Regions from separate parts of the Mus musculus genome. Here regions 1, 2, 3, 4, 6 and 7 are each linked to region 5. A link is a contact called in public ChIA-PET, HiChIP or PLAC-seq, capture Hi-C and promoter capture Hi-C data. All regions are on one chromosome and are shown on one strand. Each heading gives the region's core, a stretch centred on a gene start, on an enhancer-like site or on the middle of the called end of the contact. The rest is flanking DNA. Distances are from core to core; before and after follow the strand shown. Region 1 holds the start of 4930502C15Rik (a long non-coding RNA gene). Region 2 overlaps Hipk2 (homeodomain interacting protein kinase 2). Region 3 holds the start of Dennd2a (DENN/MADD domain containing 2A). Region 4 overlaps Hipk2 (homeodomain interacting protein kinase 2). Region 5 holds the start of Parp12 (poly (ADP-ribose) polymerase family, member 12). Region 6 has its middle 28 kb from the start of Clec2l. Region 7 holds the start of Klrg2 (killer cell lectin-like receptor subfamily G, member 2).

Evidence for each region. Promoter capture Hi-C pulls out the DNA fragments that hold promoters and counts their contacts. ChIA-PET counts read pairs in DNA pulled down with a chosen protein or histone mark. HiChIP or PLAC-seq counts read pairs in DNA pulled down with a chosen protein or histone mark. Capture Hi-C pulls out chosen DNA fragments and counts their contacts.
Region 1: a contact with region 5 is called in an H3K4me3 HiChIP or PLAC-seq map of embryonic forebrain, with 4 times the contacts expected there. The contact joins the promoter of 4930502C15Rik here to the promoter of Parp12 in region 5. A contact is called at or near these places in 5 of 39 promoter capture datasets (embryonic stem cells, hematopoietic stem and progenitor cells, hippocampal neurons and 1 more), 1 of 484 Hi-C or Micro-C datasets (cortical neurons), 6 of 115 datasets of contacts at active chromatin or transcription factors (bone marrow-derived dendritic cells, embryonic basal ganglia, embryonic forebrain and 2 more) and 2 of 9 other capture datasets (embryonic stem cells and pancreatic islet).
Region 2: a contact with region 5 is called in a promoter capture Hi-C map of neutrophils, with 2.4 times the contacts expected there. The contact joins the enhancer-like site here to the promoter of Parp12 in region 5. A contact is called at or near these places in 4 of 39 promoter capture datasets (embryonic stem cells, neutrophils and stem cell-derived epiblast-like cells), 1 of 115 datasets of contacts at active chromatin or transcription factors (memory CD8 T cells) and 3 of 9 other capture datasets (adipose tissue, liver and pancreatic islet).
Region 3: a contact with region 5 is called in a FOXA1 HiChIP or PLAC-seq map of pancreatic cancer cells. The contact joins the promoter of Dennd2a here to the promoter of Parp12 in region 5. A contact is called at or near these places in 9 of 39 promoter capture datasets (the 3T3-L1 cell line, cranial neural crest, hematopoietic stem and progenitor cells and 4 more), 1 of 484 Hi-C or Micro-C datasets (embryonic stem cells), 3 of 115 datasets of contacts at active chromatin or transcription factors (embryonic stem cells and pancreatic cancer cells) and 1 of 9 other capture datasets (liver).
Region 4: an RNA polymerase II ChIA-PET map of memory CD8 T cells shows a contact between it and region 5, with 18 read pairs. The contact joins the enhancer-like site here to the promoter of Parp12 in region 5. A contact is called at or near these places in 1 of 39 promoter capture datasets (hippocampal neurons), 1 of 484 Hi-C or Micro-C datasets (nephron progenitors) and 3 of 115 datasets of contacts at active chromatin or transcription factors (embryonic stem cells, memory CD8 T cells and pancreatic cancer cells).
Region 6: a contact with region 5 is called in an H3K27ac HiChIP or PLAC-seq map of microglia, with 5 times the contacts expected there. The contact joins the enhancer-like site here to the promoter of Parp12 in region 5. A contact is called at or near these places in 6 of 39 promoter capture datasets (the 3T3-L1 cell line, the HPC-7 cell line, hippocampal neurons and 2 more), 1 of 484 Hi-C or Micro-C datasets (bone marrow-derived macrophages), 7 of 115 datasets of contacts at active chromatin or transcription factors (bone marrow-derived dendritic cells, embryonic forebrain, embryonic hindbrain and 4 more) and 2 of 9 other capture datasets (adipose tissue and embryonic stem cells).
Region 7: a contact with region 5 is called in a capture Hi-C map of macrophages, with 2.9 times the contacts expected there. The contact joins the promoter of Klrg2 here to the promoter of Parp12 in region 5. A contact is called at or near these places in 13 of 39 promoter capture datasets (the HPC-7 cell line, cranial neural crest, embryonic stem cells and 8 more), 3 of 484 Hi-C or Micro-C datasets (the Ba/F3 cell line, bone marrow-derived macrophages and nephron progenitors), 11 of 115 datasets of contacts at active chromatin or transcription factors (acute myeloid leukemia, bone marrow-derived dendritic cells, bone marrow-derived macrophages and 7 more) and 5 of 9 other capture datasets (adipose tissue, embryonic stem cells, liver and 2 more).

Annotation. Positions count from the first base shown.
Region 1 is chr6:38,735,816-38,739,752 of GRCm38.p6, forward strand. It overlaps 4930502C15Rik (a long non-coding RNA gene), which reads left to right and starts at 1,701. Exons shown (of 4, transcript XR_003956279.1): 1 at 1,701-3,937. It overlaps Hipk2 (homeodomain interacting protein kinase 2), which reads right to left. Exons shown (of 15, transcript NM_010433.2): 7 at 1,543-1,705.
Region 2 is chr6:38,830,984-38,834,912 of GRCm38.p6, forward strand. All of the region lies in intron 1 of Hipk2 (homeodomain interacting protein kinase 2), which reads right to left. Among named protein-coding and RNA genes, the nearest start is that of Hipk2, 43 kb to the right of the region's middle. Within about 2 kb of position 1,893, at least 18 of the 459 cell types and tissues checked have an H3K27ac peak or open chromatin away from gene starts, as enhancers often do. A contact at or near this core is called in memory CD8 T cells and neutrophils, where this site is marked.
Region 3 is chr6:39,556,003-39,559,733 of GRCm38.p6, forward strand. It overlaps Dennd2a (DENN/MADD domain containing 2A), which reads right to left and starts at 1,832. Exons shown (of 19, transcript NM_172477.4): 1 at 1,573-1,832.
Region 4 is chr6:38,807,145-38,811,021 of GRCm38.p6, forward strand. All of the region lies in intron 2 of Hipk2 (homeodomain interacting protein kinase 2), which reads right to left. Among named protein-coding and RNA genes, the nearest start is that of Hipk2, 67 kb to the right of the region's middle. Within about 2 kb of position 2,472, at least 127 of the 459 cell types and tissues checked have an H3K27ac peak or open chromatin away from gene starts, as enhancers often do. A contact at or near this core is called in memory CD8 T cells and pancreatic cancer cells, where this site is marked.
Region 5 is chr6:39,116,842-39,120,623 of GRCm38.p6, forward strand. Parp12 (poly (ADP-ribose) polymerase family, member 12) reads right to left here and starts at 1,508. Exons shown (of 12, transcript NM_172893.3): 1 at 966-1,508. The coding sequence starts at 1,318. 4930599N23Rik (RIKEN cDNA 4930599N23 gene) reads left to right here and starts at 1,632. Exons shown (of 4, transcript NR_045813.1): 1 at 1,632-1,979.
Region 6 is chr6:38,689,451-38,692,931 of GRCm38.p6, forward strand. It overlaps a transcript of Hipk2 not described here. Among named protein-coding and RNA genes, the nearest start is that of Clec2l, 28 kb to the left of the region's middle. Within about 2 kb of position 1,316, at least 18 of the 459 cell types and tissues checked have an H3K27ac peak or open chromatin away from gene starts, as enhancers often do. A contact at or near this core is called in bone marrow-derived dendritic cells and microglia, where this site is marked.
Region 7 is chr6:38,635,588-38,639,055 of GRCm38.p6, forward strand. Klrg2 (killer cell lectin-like receptor subfamily G, member 2) reads right to left here and starts at 1,652. Exons shown (of 5, transcript NM_001033171.2): 1 at 789-1,652. The coding sequence starts at 1,479.

The DNA of each region.
Region 1 (3,937 bases), core at 451-2,950, 380 kb before region 5:
ACAGCACTTCATCTTCTCAATGCTTAGGCCTACATCACACTAAGTTCACAGCCGTTTTTTTTCACTCTGGTCCTACCTAGCAACCTTGCAGTCTCAGTGTCATGGAGAAGGGAGGTGCCCTTACTTGGGACCTGCCATTGTGATTTTCAGTTTTGGTGATACTCTTTGGGACGGATGTGAGGCTATCATATCACAGGAAACATGGAGGTGGGCTGCTCTGATGTAGACCTCAGTCTGATGGCTATAAAGAGATCTATAGAAGGGCTGGTGGGGTAGGGGGAGTCAGCTGACCTCATACATGATCTGAGGAGTGCCCGTTCCTGTGTGCTGTCTTACATAGATTGGTATTGGAAGGGACAGATGGCAGATGGGAACGAAGAATTTGAGGTTAGAGCGTTAGGATTAAGAGTCTCCTAAGGACTGATGGGAAAACAAGCCTCAAGGTAATGAAGAAAGCGCCAGTGGTTGCTTTGAGAAGCTCTAGATGGAAAGGCCTTAACTTGAGGGCTAGTTGAAGGGCTGGTAAGAAAAGTCTTTGACCCTAAGCACTAAGTGTGAGCTTTTCACTGGACAGATAGCGTCAGGAACACTGATGGCCTCCAGGGGGCAGCAGATTCCAGATGGCACTCAGTCTAAGCAGAGAGAGTTAGCAGAGAGAGTTAGCAACTAGAATTCAAGCTAAGAGGGAACAGGCCAATAAAGCCCGGCGAATAAGAGCAGTGCTGAAGGCAGGGGCCAGTGACTCCTCAGTGATGGGAGAGGACCAGCCAACAAAAGTGGACAGCCAGCTGCTGCATTCACACAGTAGGTTTCCATACTTATTCCTCTGCTCTGAAGGTGTATGTCCTTATGCAGAGGTATGAACAACACAAAGGACACTGTTGTCATTACAGATTGGTATTAGGGCTGGAGAGTCTGGGAATGCTTCTTTGGGGACTTATAAGACTGGAAGATGGGAGTAACGGTTCAAGCCTCTGAGTCTAGAGGTGGGTGAATCAGGTTGTGGAGAGTCTTCATTCAGTAGCTCTTTTCTGAGTGTATTTTCTGTCTGTATTTCAGACATCGTCCTATGTTGCTGAGCCTGCCAATCTGCAGAAGGTTGAAAATCCACGTGAAGGGAAGCTCAGCTTCCTGTATCCCTTGGGAAGAGCTGCTAGGACTCCGGTGACAGACCTATGAGCTGGCTTTTCTATGACATAGAGAATGAACAGGTTTTTCCTCTCCTGAATACAGACAGCATGGACACAGGGTGCAAGGAGGGACTCCTCTAGCTCTGGTTCTACAATTTCTTAGCAGGCTTTTTTCCCCACATTTGCTCAGAGGAAAACGGGAAGAGGCACCATCTCAGTCCCAGAGTCAAAACAGAAACGTCTCCCCTTGGCTTCTTTAAAAAAAAAAAAAAAGGCTGAGGAAGCAGGCACTTTAGCTTCCAGGCCCAAAAGGACAACATGGGAAGACTGCTGGGGTTTGGAGGGGGATATCTGGGATATCTGAGTCCTGATGGTTAGCCCCACCCACCTTTCCCTGGTGCCTGCCACTCACCTGGTTGTGGACAGTGGTCAGCTGGTTGTTAAAGGTCATGGTCAAGTTGGTGGATGTGCTGGGGGCCACGTGAGTGATGAAAGGTGTTTTGCTCTGGTTCACTGTGTCATACATATTCACCCGGCGCTTGCAAATCTCCATGTTTTGGAAACAAGATTTGACACTATATATGCAAAAGGTGGAGGCAGAGACACATGGACAAGAAAGAGGGTGAGGTGGAGGAAGGAGAGAAAAGAGAAAGAAAAAGACAGAATGGTTAATCCAGTAAGCAAAACAATCAGTAAATATCCACATTAGCGTCAAATAGCCCAGCTTTCCCCAAGTGTGCTGCTGAACTGTCAGCACTGTGTGAGCAAATTTCCCATTGTCTTCTTGTCCTTTATCTGCCCTGGATGGACAGACTCCCTTATCACACACATGCTTCACTGCATCTACCCCCCTCCCACCCCCCCATTACCTTTTCTCACTGCTCATTCTAAGTGTAGTGCTTGACCAACGAGATTAACTCTCCAACCAAGGACATTAGGAGCTGCTACAACCTACTTCTGTCTTCCTTAGGGACAACATGTCTAGCCTCTCACCATTCTAGCATCCCATGTGCTACTAGCACCATCTATGGGTCAGCCAAATAATTCTCCCACCCAGGGTCATGAACTTAGGCTGACTTGTCTCACTGGAACCTGTCACGAAATGAAAACAATGAAAGTGGTTACTAATTTTTACTGAGAGCAGTGATATGTGTTTGCAGTCTCCTATTCAGTCTTGTACCATCCACAAGACAGAATTAAAATCATTGTTCCATTTTTACAAGTGAAGCCAAAGGTCTAAGACAGATAATGTGCCAGACAAATAATCACTAATTGGCAATTCACACCCCTCCTTCTCTTTTACACATTCCTAACTTCCTTATTCCTTTCTTGTCCTAATTCTTGTCTAGTTCCATGAAGTAGAATTCTCTCCTCCATTTTCTTCCTGAATCAAAACTAACCCCTAATTACACAGGCATTAAAGGAGTACAGGTCCCGGCATGAAGGCCTTTAGTGGCCTCTTGAAGGCCTTTAGTGGCATCTGCCATTCCAGCTCCTAAGCATCCACTGTGTTCTACTCACTTCATATGCTGCTCCTCATGCGCTTCTGCCTCTTCTGTTTCTATGGCCACTTTTGCTCAAGTGCTAATATTTAAGACAAAGCCTCATTTAATCTATGATTTAAAATGTCTGTTGCAATAACTGGATAAAACAAGGTAACACTTATCTATCACTGTATACTACAGGTATGCTCTATTTTGGACAAAATGGATGTTTGTAGGCTATCCCAGAATATTATTTTCATGAAAGATACATTCCAAATTTCAGAAATTGAATCTGGTCATGACCCAGAGAGTCCTACTTCTTTCTAAGTTAATGACTATTTACACTGGCCGCTCGATACACAACGCATGGTGAGTAAACTGGTAGTCCTAGAGAGAAGAGAAAACATGCTCATTGGTAAACAACAGCATGCCTGAAGGTCCTGGTGAGTACCAAGTGCATGCTGCATGCTTTTACATTGAGCTGAAGATGATAAAATGATGTGGATGCATTTTTTTTTTGGGATGCATTTAAAGCATTCAGTGATTTTATGATGGTTCAATGTATAGTTTTCAGGCTATAGAGCTTTTTTTTTTTTTTCCTCCCTACACTGGGCTAAAATTTGACTGTTGGGATAAGACAAACATTTTTACTTTGGGTTAGTTTATAAAACAATTGGCTTTTACAAATATGTACACCAAAATATTGGTGTAGAGAAATGAGTGGTTTTGCTTTTACCTGCAAAACCTTATGCTAGAGCAGCTTAAGCCCAGGCCCGCGGGTGGGGCCCAAAGCAGGCTGGGTAGGCCTGAAGGCTCGGTCCCACTCTAGAGCGCTTCAAGGTCTTCTGGGAACCTACAAATATTCAGCCCACTCTTAGGTAGGCCTAGGGGTAACCTGCCTTTCCCGAGGGCTGACCTTCTAAGTTCTAAATTGCCATTGCTCCTAGTGAAACACACTACGGAAGCTTCCTTACTAAACAAAGAACAGAGCCCTGCTTATCTAAGTGCCCAGGTTTTGGGTGACTGACAGGGCAGAAGGCCAATAGGAGCTCTCTGAAGCATCTGCCTCCCTAATCCCCCACCTCACTGTTTCCCTATCATCTTTCTTTATTCCTAAAGTTAGAAAGGCTGGCTTTGTGGGGATTTGCCTTTCTTCCCGGGGGACAGACTGACACCTTCTTAACTGCCTCCTGCTGAGAAACAGCATAGGTGTTATACTTTGAGTTTGGAAGGACTGTGTGCACAGTCCCTCTTTGCACTAGGACTTGACTGTTTCAAATGTTCCCTGAATTAAAGAGATACTGTCTGGTCTTGCCGTGCAAG
Region 2 (3,929 bases), core at 643-3,142, 290 kb before region 5:
CAGTACACCTCCTTAACAAAGCACTGCAGCTGGTGGCTGGCTGATGACAAAATAGCATCTCACAGTTCTACAGGCCAGAGGACCACAATCAATGCATGGTCAGGCTTGGTCCAAGAAGGGAGGGAATGAGGTCTTTCAAGCCTCCCCAATTGGCTTTTACATAGCTATCTTTTTCCTTGTGTCCTGTCCTCCCTGTATATACATGTGTTTAGATTTCTCCCGTTGATAAGGACCTCTGTCATACTGATGGTCCACCCTAAGGAAGCTACTTCTGAACACCAAGAAGGGCTAATTTTTGACAGAGGGAACCAGTAAGTCAGTAATCTCCGTAAAGCTCTCTTTCTAAACAAGGTCATATTCTGAGGTCCTAAGGGTCAGGAATTCTACATGTGAACTTGGGGGGCACAAAATACATGTAGTAAGCATAAGTTTAAGAAGGCCAGAAGCACTTTACTAAAATGTAATGTTGTCAAGATGACATAACATTTAAAATAAAATAAAATAAAATAAAATAAAATAAAAATACAGCCTTTGCTTTTTATCCTTTGAGGTAAGATATTTCATTTTGTGCTTTCCCTGAATCCTGCCTTAAATAACCTGTAAGTGTATATTAGTCACACATATGGAAACAAGTAAGAGCAAAGTGCTTACACTAAACTGAGTTCTGCAGAGTATCATTGTGTGTCTGGGGGAGGCCATAGAGAGCTATATCTGTGCATGTGAAGAAACCACTGCAGTGACTTGGTTATCAAGGCAAGTAGCAGGTTAAAGACATCAACAACAAGTTCTAAATCTGAATATGTGGGACAGGTCTGAAGCCTCCATGAAGACCCTCTAATGGACAGCTGTGACAATGCTGCACCTATGTATGGCTGGGGAAGGGAGGGTCCCTCCTCATGCTTACTGTGCTGTTAATGGTAGTAAGGCTCTGAATTCTCACCAAAATTGCTCTTTTTGTCCTTAGAGACCACCTCAGCCACCCAGACTTACAACAGTCACTGAGGAGGCCGAGTAGTTGGCTGGTAAGGTCAGTCAGCCTCACATGAATTATGCTATCCCTTAGAAATGCCTTATAAATTATAAAGTGAGACTCATAAGCTGGTGTGAAGAAAATTGGATATTCCCAAATGTTTGCTTATTCCATGCTCAGTTCACTACTAAATTGGTTTTTTTCAAGCTTAGCCAGAAAATCTGATACACTTAGAAGCAGAGCTTCCCATGTTGGTGTCTTCCACTATGGTAAATTCTTTTCTATTACTATCTGTTCATCAAAAGGGTGTGTTGAACTTCCTGCTCCCAGCAGCTGTCTATAATGTGGCCTTATTTGGAAACAGGGTCTTTACAGGTATAATCAAATTAAGATGAGGTCATTAGGGTGAGTCCTAATCCAACCTGACTGGCGCCTTTATAAGAAAAGAAAAGTCCACATAATGACACAGGCAGAAACTGAACGCAGTTGCAATGTAAGATACACCATAGACTACAGGGTCTACAAGACCCTAGGAAGAGAAAAAGAGTTCTACATGGTGACACCTTTGTTTCCCATCTGCGGCTCCAGAACTGCAGAAGCTTACATTTCTGTGGTTCTCAGCCACCTGGTTTGTGTTACTTTGTTACAGTAGCTCTAGGAAAGGAATATACTACTCTGTAATACAATTCAGGATGTATTTCACTGAGAAAAACATGTCTGCATTCAAACTATAACAAAGTATTTTTAGCTGTCACTTAAGCCAAATGGCAACTTGTCCTCATGGCCCTCACAGCCTGTATTTGTCACCTCTAGGCAGAAAAGCTGCAGAAGTATCCACAGCTTTCCTCCAACACTGTTGTTCCCATTCCAGCCAGGACACTGAACAACTAATTCATGATGCAAATACATTCATGCATCATGACTGAGGTCTGACTTCAGAACACCATGAAACTTCACTTTGTCATCACTGGGGATCCTAAGAGCACAGACAGGAACAACAAGACTTCACCTTTCCTAACCTCAACTTCTTGCTGTGGTAGGAAAGGGGAGCGTAACACAGGGTCTGCTATCACTGCCACACCCAGCTGCTGCCTCTGTCCTCACCTTTATGTGTTCCTCTGAATACTTTCTCAGATGCTGCCAGCCAGCTGCTCAGAGAACTTTGTGGAGCGTGTTGCCTAGGCGCAGTGAGGCTGATGATGGGAAATGGATGGGCCCTGCTTTCCCTGAGAAGTCTCTCAGGCAGGGCTCATTCACCTTCCGTCTGAGGGTATGACAATCTGCTGCTCTTGCTGGTCTGTGTGGCAACCCTATTTGCTACAGCAACTCTACCTTCCCTTTTTTATTCTCTGGAGAACTTTGCCATTCCCCTCACCTGCTTTCAACTGTCATCTGATTAAATTCAGTTACAGGTCAGTTTAGGGAAGCAGAGGAAGTGTCACCTACTGTGACTGAAAGGGCAGGCAAGAGCAATGAGGAGAGGAGGCAGAGAAAGTTAGGGAAGGAGGAAAAAAAAAAAAAAAGAGCAAAGCAGTGACGGCCTATGCCTTTAATCCCAGCACTCAGTAGGTAAAGGCAGGAGCATCTCTGAGTTCAAGGTCAGCCTGGTCTACAAAGCAAGTTCCAAGATAGCCAGAACTACACAGAGAAACAAAGAGAAAATAAGAATCCCTGAATCAGGAGCACCCTCAGAATAGTAAACACTGCCGTGCGCTTTGGAAACTATGGACTACAATAATGCAGTGTATGGTAATGTGTGTGTGTCTGCATACATGTGCAGATATAGAAGGCAGATGGGATCCCTTATCCATACATCCAACAGTCCACGCTCACTCACACGGACTCTAAAAGTGGGTTCTGTGGTCTTTCACAAAGACATTATACTGTGAGTCACTGTCATTGAACATATCCCCTGATATTATTACTCAACAGCTCCATAATTCTAAGCCACTTGACCTACAGCTGGCAGAAGTGCTTGCTCTCACATGGGTCCCTGCCATTGGTGTCTCAGGCCATGGCTGAGATGTCAGATGGTACACTGTGGTGGTAGATGGTATAGCCTCACAATATCGGTCCTCTCCAGTGTCACTGTGCTGTGGGCTCCAAGGATTAGTTTTAGATCATTTTTGTGTCTCTACCAGCTATGCCAGAAGCAGTTCTACCCCTATGTATCCAGCAGGCCACTTAACCTCAATTCCTTCCCCTAGAAAGTGGGGATAATAGCAGTAAATCACAAGGGCTTTGTGTGCATTAAACAAGTGTTGTGTTTTCTGTTTCTAACTCTGGCACACAGTGAACTCTTAAAAAGATGAATAGTGAGAAACAAGTAGTGTGAGGCTGGCCAGCCCACCATGGTTATCAAATTACATGAGGATAGGTTGTAAAAACTGGTACTCACAATGCTCAGCATGCTGGCAAAGGTGAGGGATGCGGCATGCAGGTTTTTATGAATGAACAAGAGAGCAGAAAAAAAATGAAATGAGAAGAGATTTGTATTAGGACAATTATGAAAGTGAAGCATTTCTTTTTATGTATTTTCATATTCCATGTTACTAAAAATGCCTACTGAAAGCACAAAAATTATAAATAAAAAAGTTATAATAAAATTATAAATAAATAAAGTCTTAGAAAATTATAAATGTTTCGGTTTGTTTTTACTGAATCTTAGTAACTTTTCTTGAGCCTTTCACTCAAAGTTCCTGCTAGAACTTAAGAGACTCAAGTCATATAATACAAAAGTTAGGTTTGGCCACAAGTGAGGCCTTAAGCCAGTTTTTTAAAAAAAAGGTGTGAGAGAGGTATTGTTTCTGGGCCAGAACTTTGAAGCCAGGGTGAGAATTTGTCTTCTTTCCCTTGCTATATAAGCAGCCCTGATCCAAGGAGGAGAAGCTGTTTGGCCAGGGGGACTGGAGGACCTCAGTGGCCCAATGGAGCATGCACGTGAGCAATCTGTTGCTGT
Region 3 (3,731 bases), core at 582-3,081, 440 kb after region 5:
TGAAAGTTCAATCCTGACCACCCACACGATGGGAGGGCAGAACTGACTCCTACAAATTGTCTTCTGATCTACATACATGACTAGTAGCACATACACAATAAATAAAAATGCAATAAAATTATTTTAATTTAAAAAATAGTCTCAGAGCTGGAGACATAGCTTAGTTGGTAGAGAACTTACTGAGCAAGCAGGAAGCCCCAGGTTTGACCCCAGACATCTCATAAAGGTTTGTGCCACACTCCCGTAATTCTAGTGTTTTGGAGGTAGACTCAGGGACTAGAGAGATGGCTCATCAGTTAAGAGCACGAGCTCGGGCTGCTCTTCCAGAGGACCTGGGTTCAATTCCTAGCACTCACATAGCAGCCCACAACTGTGTGTAACTAACTCCAGTCCTAGAGGATAGGCACTAGAGCGGCCGTGGGCACTGCATGAACATGGTGTACAGACATACATTCAGGGAAACTCATAAAGATATAGTACATTTAAAAAAATTAATTCAAAATCAAGTTCAAGGTCTGTCTAAGCTACCTGAGACCCTGCCTCAAACAAACAAGTCCCTGAACTGAGCCTGCCTGCCTACCAGTAATCCTGAATTTAGAGAGTTAAGACAAAAGGGAGGACTTTAAGTTTGAGGCCAGCCTGGGTCACATACTGAGACCCTGTCTCAAATAAATAAACTGTCTGTTTCTGTTTGCCTTCTGCTTCCTCTCTGAATCTCCAACTCTCTCCTCTGTGGTCCATTCCCTAAAGAGCCTATTCAACTCTTCAGGTGTTTGGTACTGAAGGAGAAAGGCTTTTCTATAGTAACCACAGCAGGTGCAAGTGTTTCATAACAAATTACTGTAAAGTGCCTATTATAACACTATTACCACACTCCACAATTACCTGTCTTTTGGGGAGCTATAGTCACAACCCTGAAAGCCATCAGAGCACCCGGCCAGAAGTCAGCCTGCTCCTTCCTCAGCAGGCTGGTTAAATTAGGGTCCCAGCTCTCTCCTTGTTCCAATCCAGGGCCAAAGGAAGGCACTCCTTAGCTTCCTGTGTCTGCCCCTCACTACAGGATTCCGGGCGCTGAGCTCCCTCTGGCTCAGTGGTCTGACTCCATATCACAGTGACTCTCCTGCACAGGACTATATCCTGTGTGGTTAAGAGACTTACCCTGGGCTCCATCTACTCCCAACTCCATCCTTGGGGAGGAAAGTGGGAGAAGTAAACTTCAACGTACCCCACTTTCCACCACGACAAATCCCGACTAGAGCCGCCTGGACTCCCCCACCCCAGCGTACACACTCGGTCTCACACGCGCGTACTCACTCACAGCCGCCCGGGAGCTCCGGCACAGCGCAGGGCCGGGCTCTGCCCAGTTTCTGCAAGTTTCTTCGGCCCTGAAGTTAGCCCGACCCGGGAAAGAGCTGTGGATCGCTTCCTGCGCGGGTCCCCAGGGCCCCGCTGAAGCGTCCCCAGCGCCGCCTGCGAGGAGCCCCGGCTTGCGCCTGCAGTCTCCTCGTCGCCCCCGCGCGTACCCTCCCGGGTCTCCCCCGAGGTCGCCCGCACTCCGGCGCCCAGCCCTACCTCTCTACGGGCGTCGGCTCCGCGGGTTCTGGGGCGCAACTCGCGGTCGCCCGGGGCAGGGGCGGCGGGGGCCTGGGGCGCCATGGCCCGCTGCCCTCCGCGCCTTTGTCCGCGCGGCCTCCCCCGGCCGCCGCGAGCCCCTCGGGTCCCCGCCGCGCGCGCTCCCGTCCGGTCCCCGCCGCCTCCGGCCTCGGAGGCGTGCTGCGTCTCCTCTGGCCTCCCGCGCGCGCGGCCCCTTCCTCTGCCCTGGGCTGCGCCGCGACCGTCTGCAGTGACGCGCGCCCCCTCCTCCCGACCCATCCCGCGGCTCCAGTGAGCTAATCCGCAGCTGGCGGGCGCCCGGCCGGTTGCCACAGCAACCACTCTCCCAGGGCCCGCCGCCGAGGGGAGCCACGGTAAACAGGACCTTCTGCCGCACTCACTCGCCCCCTCGCCTTTCGAGGGGTGGGGGAGACGGTGGCTTAACCTTTTCTGTGCTGAAGATCGCCGAACCGGTTCTCTGCTACCCCGACTGAGGTCCATTCTTGAGATGCGCTTAGCCAGGGGCCGAGAACCAGATTTAGACAGCACCAAAGCCGTAGCCACACTCCCTGCCCTTGCTTTGTTTCTGAGCAGTTAGGGTGGACGCCTCAGGCAGAATTGGGCTCCACATTTGCCCCCAAGCAACTGACAGTCATGAGATAGGCCTTCGAGGCCCAGTTTGCCCATAAGCAACAACTCACAGTCATGAGACAAGCTATTTGGACCCAAGGGTCCATATTTGCCCCTAAGCAACTCAGGAGCCTGGGCCATAAGGATCCAGGGGCCCACCTCCCTACAGAAGGGTACAGAATGGGTCCCAAGCCCTGGTCAGGAAAAGTGATCAGAGAACTGGCTTTCTACAGCACACCGGTCCCACGGTCCCACGGTTCCACGGTCCCACGGTCCCACGTACACAGGGTGCAGTCAAAGCACTCACACAGGAGGTTTTTAAGACAGTAGGATTGCCAAATTGGGGGGCTGGTGAGATGGCTCAGTGGGTAAGAGCACCCGACTGCTCTTCCAAAGGTCCAGAGTTCAAATCCCAGCAACCACATGGTGGCTCACAACCATCCGTAATGAGATCTGACTCCCTCTTCTGGAGTGTCTGAAGACAGCTACAGTGTACTTACATATAATAAATAAATAAATCTTAAAAAAAAAAAAAAAAAAAGGATTGCCAAATTGGAGTCCACTTGAAAATGCTGTGGGGGCCTTAAGGGAGCCAACACAGGCTGGGGCATTCTCTGGGGCTTTGGTGACCAGCGATAGTGAATCAGTTATAGAAGGTGGAGAAACAGGGCAAGAAAAGACAGCCTGAAAAGAGGGAAGAGTGTGACTGGTGTTGTGGGGGTGTCACATTATGGTATTTGGGGGACCCTTAAGTGGGAGGGAATAAGGATCGATGGGTAGGCCTGGAGGGATTCAAGTGGCCTGGGCAGAATTTGAATATTATGCTAAAGGCAAAGGGGTCCAAGCAGAGAAACACCAGATGCTAAGTGCTCAGGCCTGACAGTGACAATTTATCTGCCCTGAGGGTAGGTGCCAGCCAGTCTCCTTCCTGGCTATTAGAGACCTTCAAGAGTAGCCTAATGGCCTAAAGCTTAGGTTGGGGTGGCCAGTTGGGGGTGGGATAGGTACAGACCCAGAGTCTTACAACTTCACAAAGTGGGTCCTCAGAAGAAAACTAGAGCTTCATATAAAGAGGAAACCAGGCGAGGCATGTCTGTAACCCAACACTCAGGAGACTGAGGCAGGAGATCTCTAGTCTGTGTGCAGGGGGTGAGGTATGGTAATGAGAGTGGACTTCAGACACCAGGGAACTGGGACTTAAAGTTCCAGGCGAAACAAAGTTGCATGTCCTTCATAGTTGAGGGGTTTGCTCATTGCAGGAGATCGTTGAGGCCTTCCTAAATTCTTCATGCCACACCCGTTTCAATGAAGCACTGTAGACTCTCAGAACAGACATTTGCCAAGTGTAAGCTTTTTTTTTTTTAAAGTGTTAGCATTCAAAGTATTGCTTTGTTTGCATCTTTCTAAGTTCTCCCTTTCTAAATAAAGATCAAAGGCTTGGCTTCTTGGGGGTTAATTAGTCCCAGGGCCACAGGGTACCCCACAGCATCAAACTGGCAAAGTTCAAT
Region 4 (3,877 bases), core at 1,222-3,721, 310 kb before region 5:
TAGATCCGGAATCCAAGCCCAGGTCTGTCTGCTACATATAGCAACAATGACAAAAGTCCTGACAACAGTGCTAACAGCCGCAGATTAAAATAGCAGCTAGCATTTATGAGTACTTCCTCTGTCCCAGGCCCTCAGAGCAGCCTAGGATGAGCTCTGTTCTCTCCAGGAAGTCTTTGTTCACTCAGCTTTCTCGCCTGAAGACAAGATTAGAGGGTGCCTGAGCAGCATATCCATATAGTCCCCAAACCAGAAAAGAAACAAGAGGTCTTGGGGCCCGAGCACCAGCTCTAGCTCCTTCAGTAGCACTAGTCAGGCTTTGCCTGTTACCCCTGGGGTAGTCCTCTCCAGCTTTCTACATAGGACAAAGCAGATGCATGATGACTTTGGGAAACTGGCTGGTTAAAGTTTTGGACTACTGACTTCAGGTTTTAACTGAAGTCTGAGCAGCACAGAAGAGTGTGTGTGTGTGTGTGTGTGTGTGTGTGTGTGTGTGTGTGTGTGTGTGTGTGGTGTATATGACTCTCCAGGAGGCTGAAGTTGGGTCCCTGTGATCCAGAGCTCAGAGAAAAGCCGAATGATATGGAGTCAAGACTTGTTAAAAAGGAAGGACTTGTCTGAGGGGGTAACACAGAGCTTGGCCAGCAAGGACGTCTGGTACATAACAGAGAGTTATATTATGGAAGCATAGGAAGCTACTACCATTGCCAGGACCCCACTCCAGTAGCCATCCTTCTCCACAAATGAGTGACAGGGAGTGCTAGCTTCAACCTGCATTATTCATGAATGGAGAGACTTTGGAAATAAAGTGGCTGACCTCCATCAGCCATCAGCCTTCATCATTTCCCTGACTGCCCTGTGCTCCACATGTGGGCCTACCTCTCCGCCTGAGCACCTCTGTAGGCCACCTCAGAACCCAGACCCACACTATTCCTAGAGGAAAGCTATAGGGGTTAAGTGAAGGTAGGTAGATGGATGCATTAGCTTCAAGTCCTCATCTCCCCCACAAAACAGCACAGAACTCCGTTTTGAATTCTTAGTCTACAATATTTTTTTTTTTTTTTTTTTTTTTTTTTTTTTGGTTTTTGGTTTTTCGAAACAGGGTTTCTCTGTATAGCCCTAGCTGTCCTGGAACTCACTCTGTAGACCAGGCTGACCTCGAACTCAGAAATTCACCTGCCTCTGCCTCCCAAGTGCTGGGATCTAAGGCGTGTGCCACCACGCCCGGCTTTAGTCTACAATTCTTAAATCTGCCTACAAAAGCATTTTCCTTAAATCCCTTTCCACTTATGAATACCAGCCATGTGATTGGTGGGGAACACAGTAGCCAATAGCACAGACACAGTGCTGCAGCTCACATGGGGTGTGGATTACACCATCTCAGCTTTGTATACTTTGGCTTCAGTATTCACTGTGCTTAACTGCCTTGTAGCAACCCCCAGGAACACTAAAGCCCATTTAGTCTTCACACACACTCATCTCCAAAGAGTGCAGTCAAGTTAAAGGGACAAAAGCAGCTCTAATCTTAGGGACTCCTGCTTTTTCTATGCTCTGCTCGAGAAGGCTCTGTGCAGCTTCTTACAGGGGATGGAGTCCTATATGCTTCCAGCTTCTAGTTCCTAATAACACTTATGCTGGTCAGCATCATCCTGCTAGCCCTTATTCCTGATTCTTGGACCACCTACCAAAGAGACCACCTGAACACAAACCTCTGTTTGTTTAGGGGTCTGCTAATGGGAACCCAAACAAAGAAAATGGTTCCTTAATGTCACCCTCTCAGCTTTTATCTAGTACCACGGGTACCCCCAAAACACTGATTCCCCTATGAAGCACAAGCTATGCTTGGCTTGTTTGTTCTCAGTTACCCTCCTTGACAACTCCATGTGAGGCAGCAGCTGATGGGGACAGAGAAGAGTTACCATGCACCCTATCTGGCAGAGTGGTGAGCTAGAAGGGACTGAGGGCAGCAGAGACTTGCTGCCGTGGGGTAGACTTGACATAGTGGCCCCAAACACCTGAGAGAATGGGAAAAGTGACTGGAGGGCAGCACAAGCCACTCCTCAGTTTATTCAGAGAGAGGAGTGGGACCAGGGAGCTCATCCCACTTCAGGTTAGAGACCGTCCTTGCATAGCTGAGGGTACTCCTACTCATGTCTTGAAAGGTCAGCACAAAACACAGTGCCTGGCACATACTTGGAAATAAAAAAAATTGCTTGTACAATGCCTGAATGGGAATTATGGCCCCCATCACAGCTGGGGCCATGGAGAGTGACCTGGAGCTATCAACAGGAGATCTCTTATCTACTGAAATTATACTAAAGTCACATACAGTACTATCTCCTCTGCTGGGCATCTGCTTTCTTATTCCTACCTCATTCCAAACATCCTCCTCTGAATCATCCACCCCCTCAGTCTGCCAACCCTCATGACCTCTCCCACCACACTCAACAACTACCTTATAGTCCCACATCCCCACAGCGCCGCCCCCCCCCCCTTGCAGGAGAGGTGTGTGGCTATGAGTCATGTAGGAGCAGCACCAAGCCTTCCCACATGCAAATAAGGTTTCCCCCAAACTCTCAGTCCAAGCCAATTAGAGGTACCTGTTGTAGAACCCTGAATTACCCCCAAAACTGTATATAAATCCATCCAGAGAATTAAAGGTGTTCGAGAACTACTCTGTTGTCTGAGTCCTTTGTTCCAAGAGCTGTAACACTTGGGAAGAGATCGGCTCTCCTGAAGCCTGAGGCTCCGCTGCACTCCTCACTGGATAGTCAGCCTCTCAGCCCAGCCCAACCCAACTCAGTGCAGTTACCAGTGATCTGGAAGGCAGGGCAGAGACTCCACCTCCCTGCCCACACTCGCTTCCCTTCGCCGGAACTCTCCCACTAGGCCTGGGCAGAGATCTCCGTGGAAAGCCTCTGGTGCTCAGGCCCACACCCACCCCTGAGTTTTAGAGATTTAATCACAAGACGTTTAACAAATGGACCCTCAGAGGAGCTACAAATCGCTTATAAGAAAGATCAACAGCTCAAGGCCAGACTGCCACCTGTGACCCCTTCTCTAATCTTGACAGGGGACACTCTTCATACTGTGTGAGATAGATTAAAGCCCAAACCACATGCAGCACATACACAAAGTGTGACCATGACGACAAAGAAGGTAGAAGGAAACTTTAGAAGTGACTGTGATGCACATACAGACTCCAGTCTCACTGGTGGATCTTTATCTACAAACTTTACATCTGACAGCTACAACTTGTCAACAGCCTTCTGAATGTCAATACTGGGTTAAAATGTGTGAAGAGGAAAAGCAGCCAGGCACAGGCCTGTATTTCTACTACTCAGGAGGCTGAAGCCAGAGGATTGTAAGCTTGAGGCTAAGCTAGTCTGGTAGATAGGCCAAACTGAGCCACTTAATGAGACACCATCACAAAATTAGAAGTTGGGGGGATGGGGGTGCTGATTAATAGAATCCTAGGCACCATGCCCAAGGCCCCAAGTCTGATCACCAGAAAAAAAGGAAGGGGGTGGTGCAGGGAGAAGAGGGAGTGAACAGAGAGGAGGAAGAAGAGGAAGAGGAAGAAGAGGAGGGAGAGGAGGAGGAGGAAAAGGAGGGGAAGGAAGAAGAGGAGGAAGAGGAGGAGGAAGAGGAGGAGGAGGAGGAGGAGGAGGAGGAGGAGGAGGAGGAGGAGGAGGAGGAGGAGGAGGAGAGGATTGGCTGTGAAACTTGACCAATGCCTGTTTCTGCTCTCCTCCCAGAACACCTGCCTATTAACCTGGCTTGGCATGGCAGATGTCTCCAGTTTCTAACAAGCATCACGAGAGACTGAGGAGTGGCAGGGTCTCTAGAGCTCATTTTGAAAACTAATCTATAACTTGAG
Region 5 (3,782 bases), core at 258-2,757:
CTTAGAACTGTCTCAAAAGTGTTGAGGGTGCAGCTGTACCCAGTCTGGATCCCTGATTGACTACACAGGTCAAGGTTACTAACCCAACGTGACTATTAACCTGACATCATAAAAAGTGATGTCTACTGTTACAGCAAAAGGAAGCAGGGAGGGAAGAAACTAATCCTTCTAGATAACTGGACTAGATTCGAAGCATGAAGTCTCCAACATCCTCTCCTAACCCAGCATCCCCGAATCATTACCCAAGACATCTTCCTAAAACACAAACCTCACAGCTGACATTCAACAGGCCTTATCACCTTTAAGGTGAGGCCCAAATTCTTCAGTATAAACAGATTTCACTAATCACCTTGCAGGTGCAAGCAGAGAGCAGCCCAGACTAATAAGGACATAAAGTGTGTTGTGGAAGAGTTAGAGAAAGCTCAAAAAAGCGAAAAATCTTTCAGCTCCTGCCCGAGGCGCTAAAAAAGCAAACCAGGAAGGGCATTCCAGACAGGGCTCTGCCACCTAAATGAAACAAAGTGGGGGGTGGGGGGTGGGGGTGTAGAAAGGCACCCAGGAAGGTCTGTGGCTAGAGGAGAGCGGAACTCTCTATGGATCTTGAAATTCTGAATTTCGGCTTGTAAACAGACAAACAGAAGTTGAGTGGCACTTCCAAAGCCTCCTTACAGCTGGGACAGCAAGCCTTGCTGCCTGCTCCTCAAAGCAGCCCTGAGGACCAGCTTCCCTCCTGGGGGCCATACTGCCATGCTCAGGTGTCCCTCTTGGCACCACATTCTATCTGTGCTAGTCCACCATACACTGCCAGTCACTAAGTAGGTGATCAATAAACGTTCTTGAGAGTGAAGGACAGGCGAGGCTGAGGAACTGTCACCTAGCGGTCTGCCCCAATCACGGGACGAGGGTGGAGGTCCGAGAGTGGAGGGCCAGGAGCATCCGCCCAAGCCCACCGTTGGCGTCCTTACCCGGTCTTCAGGAACTTGCAGTTGCCGTAGATGAGAAACTTGCAGAGATGCAGCTGCGCGCAGAGCCCGGTGCAGCCCGGCTTGGGGCCCTGATGCGCGCGGCACAGACGCAGCGACGACACGGCCAGCACCAAGCGCTCCGAGGCTGCCGCCGCGGCCTCCCGGCCCGCGCCCACGGCCACGACCGCCCGCGAGGCCACCACGAAGCGCCCGCAGTCCCGCAGCAGCCGCTCCAGCGCGTCGGTCCCCAGGCTGGTTCGCAAGCGGCGCCGCAGCTCCGCCAACTCCAAGGCGCCCCCCGCCGCGCACAGCAGCTGGGTCACCTCTGCCACTGCCACCGCGGCCTGGGCCATGGCCGTCGGACTGAGGCTTAGCACGGACGGCGGCGCCTTTCACGGGCCGGGCCCCACTGTTTCGCTGGAAGGAAACGAAACCGAAAGCGGGCTCCGGCCGGGAAAACAGGAGCCGTGGGGCCTTGCCACGCCCTCGGGCCGCAGCTGAGGAGCCGGCGCCCTTGTCTTAGGGCCGCCAGCTGGGGACCGCGCGGCTCGACGGCGGCCCGCGCTCGCTTGCGCGCGCACTGGGCGACCCGGCGTGCCTCGAGGCGTCGCGCGGCCGGAGATGCGGGGCGCGGGTCCTCACGGGGCCGGACTCCCGCGTCTGAGGGAGTCGTGGCCGCTCCCTTCGAGGCAGCAGCGTCCTGTGAGGCGAGTGGCGCGTTCAGCTAGGCCCGAGGGACGCCGCGGGGGGTTCAGTCAGCAACCTCGATCTCGGAAAAGCCGAGCGAAGTTTCCAGACGGCGCCGGCCGGTTGCGGCCGGTTGGTGCGTCGGCCGGCGCGCTCAGGGGGGCTCAGAAGTCGCCCGAGCCAAAGCGGGCTTTAGCAGGCGGGCCTCGGAAGCGGGGACGACGGACCCGGTCCCACCGCACCCCGGAACAAACGGAAACAGTCGCTCCGAATTGCCAGACACTCCGCTTTTGTAGCGGATCCCGCATTTCCAGAAGGAAAGCGTAGGTACGTCCTTTAAAGGGGGCCGATCCTCCCTCCCTCGCCCCTTCTGAGTAAAGGTGATGCACCTAGTTCGATTCCTCACCGGAAAGAACTCTCCTGTGTGTTACCCTGGGAGTTAAACGTTCTCGGGGTAAGTAAACGGGGGTGTGTGGGGGTATACCTATTAAAATACGACTTTTGGCACCCCCATTCCTTCCTCCAGGAGTCTCCCGGGAATAAAAGCGTTAGTAAGTCATGTTCACAGGAGAGGACGGAGTACTGGAAACAGTAAGACGGTGATTCAGACAACAAGAGTTTAACAAGCATGTTAATTCTCTGGGTTTGACCTAGAAGGACATTAGTATGTTGTGAGAAAAGATTGTAATCAAGTAGTATTCCATGGGGCTGATCGGAGGTTAAGCGGCCGCACTGCTCTGGAAGAGGACCTCGGCCGGGTTCCCAGCACCCACATAGCAGCTCACAACTGCCTGTAACCCTGGTTCCAGGAGGGATCTGACACCCTCTTCTGGACGCTTCAGACACCAGGCACGACAGGTGTGAAGGCGCCTTTAATCCCGGCACTTGGGAGGCAGAGGCAGGCAATCTCTGAGTTCTAGTCCAGTCTGGATTTGAAAGTGTACACAGTAGGATGTTTTTGAGTGAGCATGAAGCAAACCCAACACTTTGGTCACAGTGGAGTGTGGGAGGTACTAGGAAAGTGGAAAAAGGAAAGGTGAAGGCTGAAAATTGGGAGGTGAGTGCTTAGAAAATTAATTTAAAATGAATAAAATTTTATTCTAAGTATAAAATACTACAGAAAAGAGCAACTGAGGGTATAGCCCCTGGGCTCAATCCTTAGGAAGGTGTGTGCTGGGGGGGGGGGGGAGTATTACTACAAAAATGTAATAAAATGGGATTAGAGTAGACCAATTGGCAAACCCTGGAACCCAGTGAGAGATTCTGTCTCAAAATAAGGCGGGAACTGGAGAGATGGCTTAGCAGAGAAAAGTACCTGCTGTCCAAAGCCTGCCAGCCTGAGGTGGATCCCCAAAACCCAGGTAAAAGGGGATGGAGAGAGAAACACCCCACACCCCCAAAATTGTCCTCTGACCTTCACATGTGTGCTGTGGCACACACATACATATACATAAATAAACTTAAAAAAAAAAAGGCGGAAAGCTCCTGAGAAATGACATCCTACCACACACACACCACAAAAAAAAAGACAGCAGGCTGGGCCAGAAACTCAGTGGTAGACTGTATAAACATACAACACATACAACACTAGGCTCAATTTCCCAGCAGCAACCCTTCTCAAAAAAGAAAAAAAAAATGAGTATAAAGACTAGATTTTGGGGGCTCAGCAGTTAAGAGCACTGACTGCTTTTCCAGAGGTCATGAGTTGTGGAGAACTTTCGGGCCACTTGGCAGGACATTGGCCAAGGACAAGGAGATGGGCTTCAGACAGGAATCTGACATTGGGCCATTACAAGGAAGTAAACTCAGGCAGGAATCTAATTTTAGGCTAGAACAGGGAAGTAGGCTTCAGGCATGAATATGACTTTGGACCAGGCAGTGGTGGCGCACGCCTTTAATCCCAGCACTTGGGAATCCCAGCACTTGGGAGGCAGAGGCAGGCGGATTTCTGAGTTCGAGGCCAACCTGGTCTACAGAGTTGAGTTCCAGGACAGTCAGGGAGAAACCCTGTTTCCACCCCACACCGCAGATGAATCTGACTTTGGGTTAGGATGGGGAAGTAGGCTCCGATATCTTGGTCCTCCTGATCAGCCCTTAGGAATGGTGATCACGGGACTGTGTTTACTGCCT
Region 6 (3,481 bases), core at 66-2,565, 430 kb before region 5:
CTCTCACTTTTAAAAACATGGGTTAGCTTCAAAGACAATGAGACAAAATTCATTTGGTTTATTAGTGCAAAGCAAATCACACACACACACACACACACACACACACACACACACACACACACACACACGCACACGCCTAGGATATGACTAAGAAGCGTGAGAACAACATTCTACAAGGACATTCAACATACACAAGAGCATGCTGTGAGCGCAAACCAAACATGGGCGGTGAGGAGTCACCACAGGTCGCCACGGGTCCTCCACAGTTCAGTGGTGGCACAAGAGAAAACCAAAACCAAACAAAACCCAGTTCACATTGTGAGTTCTAGACCAGCCAGGGATACATGGTAAGAACCTGTCGTAAAGACACAACATAACAAAATACCCCAGTAAAAACCCAACCCAAACCTTACAAAACTGTCAGGGAAATTGACATTTCCTGTCTTCTCTTGCTCATGTCTCTGAAGCCTGCTTCCATCCCTGCAAAGCCCTCTGTCTCCAGGACCATCCCGCACTGCCCACCCCTGCCCTTTGGCTCTGAAGCCATCTTCTGAACTGAGTTTCACATCTTAGCCAGGCAATGGGTGAATTAAAGTACACATTATTTTACATGGGGTTTGTTTTAAAGAAAAAAAAAAACTGACAAAACCAGCAACACGTGGAAAATCCAGCCAGTGAACATGGGCACAGGGGTATTGTTCTCCCTCTCAAAATGCTGACCAAGGTTCACTGCGGACCCAGGAGCAGCATCCAGACCTGCAGAGCTGCTGAGTGCCGGCATCACCTACTGCCAGGTGAGTGGCCCGGTCACAAAGGAAGCATTCATATCAAGACAGTGTTGGTGAGGCGGCGGGGATCAGTCTCACCGCCCCTCCAAGCTCTGGCGCACACGGCACCGGACTCTGCGGATGGCCCAGGTTCAGGACTCGCCCTTTCCCATTCCCTCTTGACTTCCTTTCACATTCTTTCAGGTTCACTGGAAAGCAACAATAAGGGAAACACATGCATCAGGCTGTGGCACAGCATGAGTGGAACATGCCTGCCTTGGGGAGACAGCTTCTAAAACAAGAGTCAGTCAATCGCTGTGGTTGAAGATGTCAGTTATAAACAATTTTCTTTTTAAAAAGTACCAGATTAAATGTAAACTATAAAATACTTTAACTATAAAATGTAGCCAGAAGTCTGTATGAGTATCTACAGTCAGTTGTGTCATTTACTTGATAGTGGAGAACTCAGAGGGCACGTTACCTAGAGAAACATGCTCTGTGCACTTGAACAGCATGCTGATTATGACACGCAGACATCATCATCTCTTCTTGGTTTCACTTCTGGTGTAATGATGAGAATTTTATTCTCAGAATTCACTTAGGCAACAGTGACCAGGGTATGCGTCAATCCTTACTTTCAGCCCACAGGGAACAATTCATTGTCTTTTAAATCACAAGATCAAGCTGGCTACATGATTTCAAAAAAGGCTAGACCAGGACGAATGCCCACATTTGAGGTAATTATTGCCATTAGGGTCACAGTTTGTGTAAGATAATGTAGCTAAAACCTTCTGAAGATTTTGTTAGGTGCTCTGCCTGAGTTCCAGAACACCTACTGACACCAGCCAGGACCTCAGATCTACACTGGCTGGGTTTGCTTCCAATGGATTTAAAGTTCTACAAGAATTGAGAACTTGTGTAAACCACCTAAGAATTTAGGCAAACAAGCCTGGAGCCAGTCAGTACAGACATTTTTACAAGAAAAGAGAAACAAGAAACCCACCCAAAACAGAGTTTGAAGAAGTTAAAGCCTAGCCCTAAAGCATTTCTAGATTTTTGTCATCTCTTAGGTGAAATGAAACTTCTAGCACAGCACTCTCAACCCCAGGGCCGCCATGGGCCCCACCGACGCCTCCTCCTCCTCCCGTTCTGCGGCTGCTCTGCCCATTTTTGCTGTTGTCCTTCTCTTTGAGAAGGGTGTTTCCTGCAAGAAAATTCAATTTTGTTCTCTTCCCAAAAGTCCTCTTGCCTTTACCCCCTCCCCTTTTTTGTTTTTGTTTGTTTGGGTTTTTCTTGTTTTTGTTTTTTTTTTGTTTGTTTTTTGTTTTGTCTGTTTCTTCATAGAAAACAGAAGTTCCTGGACACAGACCCACATGGTATTTACAGATTTGGCATGAACCTGGCTTCCGGTTCTGTGCAGAGCTGAAGAGCGGGCCTATTACAGAGATCAGAGCTGTCATGATATTTATCAAGTACAGTAAAAAATAGCATTTTGGAAAAAAATATATACTTTTAGTATTGCCTTCCTAAGATTAACTATAAGCAAGAAAAAAAATCATCTTTATGTATTTATTTAAAAGAAAGAACACCTTCCCTGCACTCTCATGGGAGCTGCAGCAGCCTGAGTGGCTAAAGCTAGTTGCTAGAAACAGGAATTCCAGGAATCCCGAGGAACTCCCCAGAGACTTTTCTTAACGTCAAACTCTGCCTCTTTCACCTGCATCCAATCCAGGAACCCTCTTTGCACATACCTGCTGAAGTCCACTGTCACACGGGGGCAGGCAGAGTGTGACATTCTGCAAAGGACTGTCCTTGTTATACAAGGGAGGCAGCTGAGGCTGGTGTGTGAGCTCAGCTCTAGAGCCAAGTAGACAGAATATCTGACTTCCCTTCTTATTAGCTAGGTGGCCTGGGCAGGCCCCGGGGTCTGCAAGCCAGGCGCCTCCTCTGCACAGGTCCTGCACGGCTGCTGTCCTAGGGCTCGTCAGCAATTCTTAGCACAGTGTTTGGCATACAGGGAGTGGGAACATCGGATTAAGAAAACCAGAACCTGGGGGCTCTGAGATGCATCGTGTTCCCCTTTCACACATGCCACTTCCTCAGAGGGCCAGCTTTTCTATCTGTCACATAGTGGGTGTTGACTTCTTCCCATGGATGGATCTCTGAGGGGACATGGAGAAAGGGCTTGGCATATTGTGTGTGGATACTCAACAAATGTCAGTGAGTCCTTCCATGAGGGACACTGCTCTTGTGCAGCAAGAGACAATTAGTATAATGCTCTCCTGGATGGGTCTGTGATGAGGGACACTCAAAGGATTGGGGCAGGGAGGGGTTCTAGCTTAGAAGTCAGGCAGCATGGAGGTTCTGTGACAGGGAACCTCCAGGACCTCTTTTCTGGCAGCTCTGAGCTTCTGGTTGGAGCTACTTCTCAGGAGCTACCCCAAAGACTCGGGAAACCTTTCCTCGGGCGGTTACTACAGTGAGCCATAGTGCCAAAGTTCATGAGGTTCCTTTTGCAATTAAGCCTTATCTTGCCATCTTTGGTTCTCTAGTGGCTTGACCGACTTGTCTGGGTCTGTTTGTGGAGACTAAGGCAAGTGGGCCGATACTGCCATTGCCAGCCCGTCCTACACATTCTCAGCCTGGGATACAGTGTGGGGTCATCAGAGAAGGTTGCTTGCTTGTTTTCTAGCTTCCCACAGTAGCATGAGATC
Region 7 (3,468 bases), core at 402-2,901, 480 kb before region 5:
ACAACAGAGCAATTCCTTACTCTAACTAACAACCTTTAGGGGGCTGTACTGGTTACTGTTTTGTCAACTTGGCACAAGCTAAGATTTTCTGGAAAGCGGAACCTCCCTTGAGAAAATGCACCCACCAGATTGGCAAGTACAGATTGTAGGCAAATCTGTAGGGCATTTTCTTAATTACTACGGGCGGGTGCAGGTGGGGTGGGTGGTACAAGAAAGAAAGCCGAGCAGAAAGCCAGTAAACAGCTTTCCTCCGTGGTTTTGCTACTGTTCCCCTGTTCCCGCCTCCAGGTTCCTGCTTTGGCTTCCCATGATGATAAACTATAACCTGTAAGGCAAATACAACCTTTCCTCCCCAAGTTGTTTTTGGTCAGCATTTTATCACAGTAAGAAAAAGTAAACCAACACAGGGGCTTTCTGCACTGCTAGACTTGCCTCTCCTTCACACGCAAAGCAAAACACATGCCATCTGGCGCGGGGCCAGCTCAGCGTGTGTGCTGATGGGTGACCCTCCTGAAGGCGGAAAGGAGCCCAGCCCTTGGAAGTGTACCCAGGCCACCACTGCCACGTGATTCTGAATCATCTCCCCTCACCTTACCCAGAGTTCTACTTCTCCAAGATGCTGCGCACACTAAGAAGGAAGGAAAGTTTCCGGGAGGAGGGCTAGGGGCAGGATCCTGGGTTGATTCTTATTAATTCTGAGACAGAAGCAGGATGGATTTGGGGGCAGCCAGATTGGCTTCTGGTTAGTCTAGTTCAGGGACCGGGCACGAGCACTTTTGAGCACTCACCTATGAGCGTGATGGCCCGCGGCAGTTTCTTGCCATCTATGCCTGCGCGCTGCAGCAGCGCGTCATCTTCTTTGGTCAGTCCGGGCTCGCGGCAGCGGCAGCGGCAGGCGGGCGAGCCCGGGGGGACCATGCAACCCTCAGCGGGGCTGACAGACTCGGTGGCGTTCGCGGCAAGCGGCGATCCTCGGCTCCACGTGGAGCCTGGTGACGGGGCGCGGGGCAGCCACTGGAGCGTGGGAGCGGAGCGGCGGGCGAAGGCTGGCGATTCGGGCACTGGCACGGTGAGAAAGCGCGTGGACGGCGCAGGCGAGGGCGCGCGACTAGCCCCAGCCGCGCCCACGGGCTTCACGCGCACGTCCACCTGCAGCTCCACGGGCGCCCAGGACGCGGGTGCGGGCTCTCCTGACGCCGTCCAGGGCTCCAGCTCCGCCTCTCCATCCCGGGGCTGCTCGGCCCACGAGGGGCTCGGAGACGGCAGCTCGCGGCTGCACGAGCCCAGGCGGCGGAAGGCGCCGTAGCCCAGACTGAGCGGCGGTACGCGAGGGGAACCGGACAGGGCTGGAGACGGAGACTTCTCCGGGAGCTCCTGGGGCTGCGCGTCCGGCTCCTCCCACCCGGTCCGCTCCGGCCTCGGGCTGTCTTCGGAGGCCCTGGGTTGGGGCGCCTCCGCCGGGACCTGCGGCGGCTCCATTCCCGAGCTTTCCGAGGGCTCCTCTGGGGACCCGGTCTCACCCTGGCCTCCTCTAGACGCTTCCCGGGTCCGCTCCGTCCTCCGCGCCGACTCGAGACTCGCCGTGCGAGCGTCGCGTTCTAGGCTGGGTCCCCAGAAGTTTCGGGTCGTTCACGTTGTCAACTAACAGCTTCACTAGAGGACCCTGTGTGATTGGCTGTGGCTATGGATTGGCCACACCCTCGGAACTCCAGCCTGGCCTTTCCGTGGCACCGGTTGCTGGGAGGACCCGGTTGAGCGAGTCACAGAGTGGGCGGTGGCTCTTAAGGCAGCACTGGGAACCCAGAGACTGGCAGATTCCTTCCTCTCCTTCATCCCGAGCCCCACCCGTTACCCCTGCTGGCTCTGTGCTGCGGGTGGATTCAGTTGTAGACTGAGTGGGAAGGGATTGGCTAAATCTGCGTGGATAAGGACTTCAGACATATCAGAACAAGGAAAAGTGATGGCGACAGGGTCACCGGTTGTGGTTTGGAAGCGAGTGAAAGGTTGAAGTCCTGATTCCAACTCTGGGAGCTTGACTACTTGTAGACTTAACACGGAGAACGAGGAATGAGCCAGACGCTTTGGTCCATGCCTGTAATCCCATCACTCTGGCAGCAGAGACATCTCTGTGAGTTTGAGGCCAGCCTGGTCTACATAGCAAGTTCAGACCAGCCTGAGTTTATAGTGAAACAAACAAAAATAAAAACGAAATAAAAAAATCAAGGAGAGAATGCTCATTTCCCCATGAAGTGTCATGTGCTCTACCAGCTTAGTGAGGTAGCATGATGGTTCGAAGACAGCTTTGTGGAGAGCTTTGTGGATTTTTCTGTTTGTCTTGATTTTTGTTGTTGTTGTTGTATTTTATTTTGTTTTGCCGTTTTGGTTTCATTTTGTTTTTTGAGACAATCTCTCTAGGTAGTCCTGGTTGTCTTAGAACTCGCTATGTAGATCAGGCTGTCCTGGAACTCACGGAGTTAAAAGCATGCTGAGATTAAAGGCATGCACCACTACACTTGGCTTGAATACAATTTTTGTTATTATAGACTTACTTGTAGTGTTGACATGTATGTAGCATATGCCTGCTTTTTGAAGCTCAGCTATTTTGAACCTCGAGTTGCAGGCATTTGTGAACTGCTGGATGTCGGTGTTGAGATTTGAACTTGATTTCTGATGATAGGGCAGCAAGTTCTTATTGACAAACATCTCTCCAGTTCCTAAATAGCCTTTTAAAATACAGATTTGTTAAGGTCCCTTCCGAACTTCCTGAGTCTGAAGAGGCATGAGGCCACTACTGTTTTTAACCAGTACTCCAGGGTAGGGCTAGCAGATAAAAGAGGTAGTTTAAAGCAGAGGCAGTTGAGTTTGAGGTCAGCCTGGTCTACAGAGCAAGTTCCAGGACACCTGGGACTGCACAGAGAAACCCTGTCTTGAAAAACAACAGCTCGCCGGGCATGGTGGTGGACGCCTTTAATCCCAGCACTTGGGAGACAGAGGCAGGCGGATCTCTGAGTTTGAGGCCAGTCTGGTCTACAGAGTGAGTTCCAGGACAGCTAAGGCTACCTAGAGAAACCCTGTCTGGAAAACAAAATAAAACAAACAAAAACAAACAAACAAACAAACAAAAAAGAAAAACAACAGCAAAAAAGAACAACAACAAGGGGTAGTTCAATTCAGTCAAAGTCTGACTTCAGGTGAACAAGACATTCATTCTGGAGGTCACACTCAAGCCCTTGTGTTTGCACAACAGGCCCCTTACCAACTGAGCTGTCTTCTCCTAGTTCCATGAAAATGCATCTTAAAAGGCATGGGACTGTGATTATAGGTTGCCTGTAACCCCAGCACTTGGGACATCAGCAGCTCCAGACCATACATGATGATTTCCAAGCCAACCTGAGCTACAGGAGAGTCTCAAAAAACAAACAACAAAAACCCAGACTGAAAAAATGGTGGGGGGAATAGCTCAGTGAT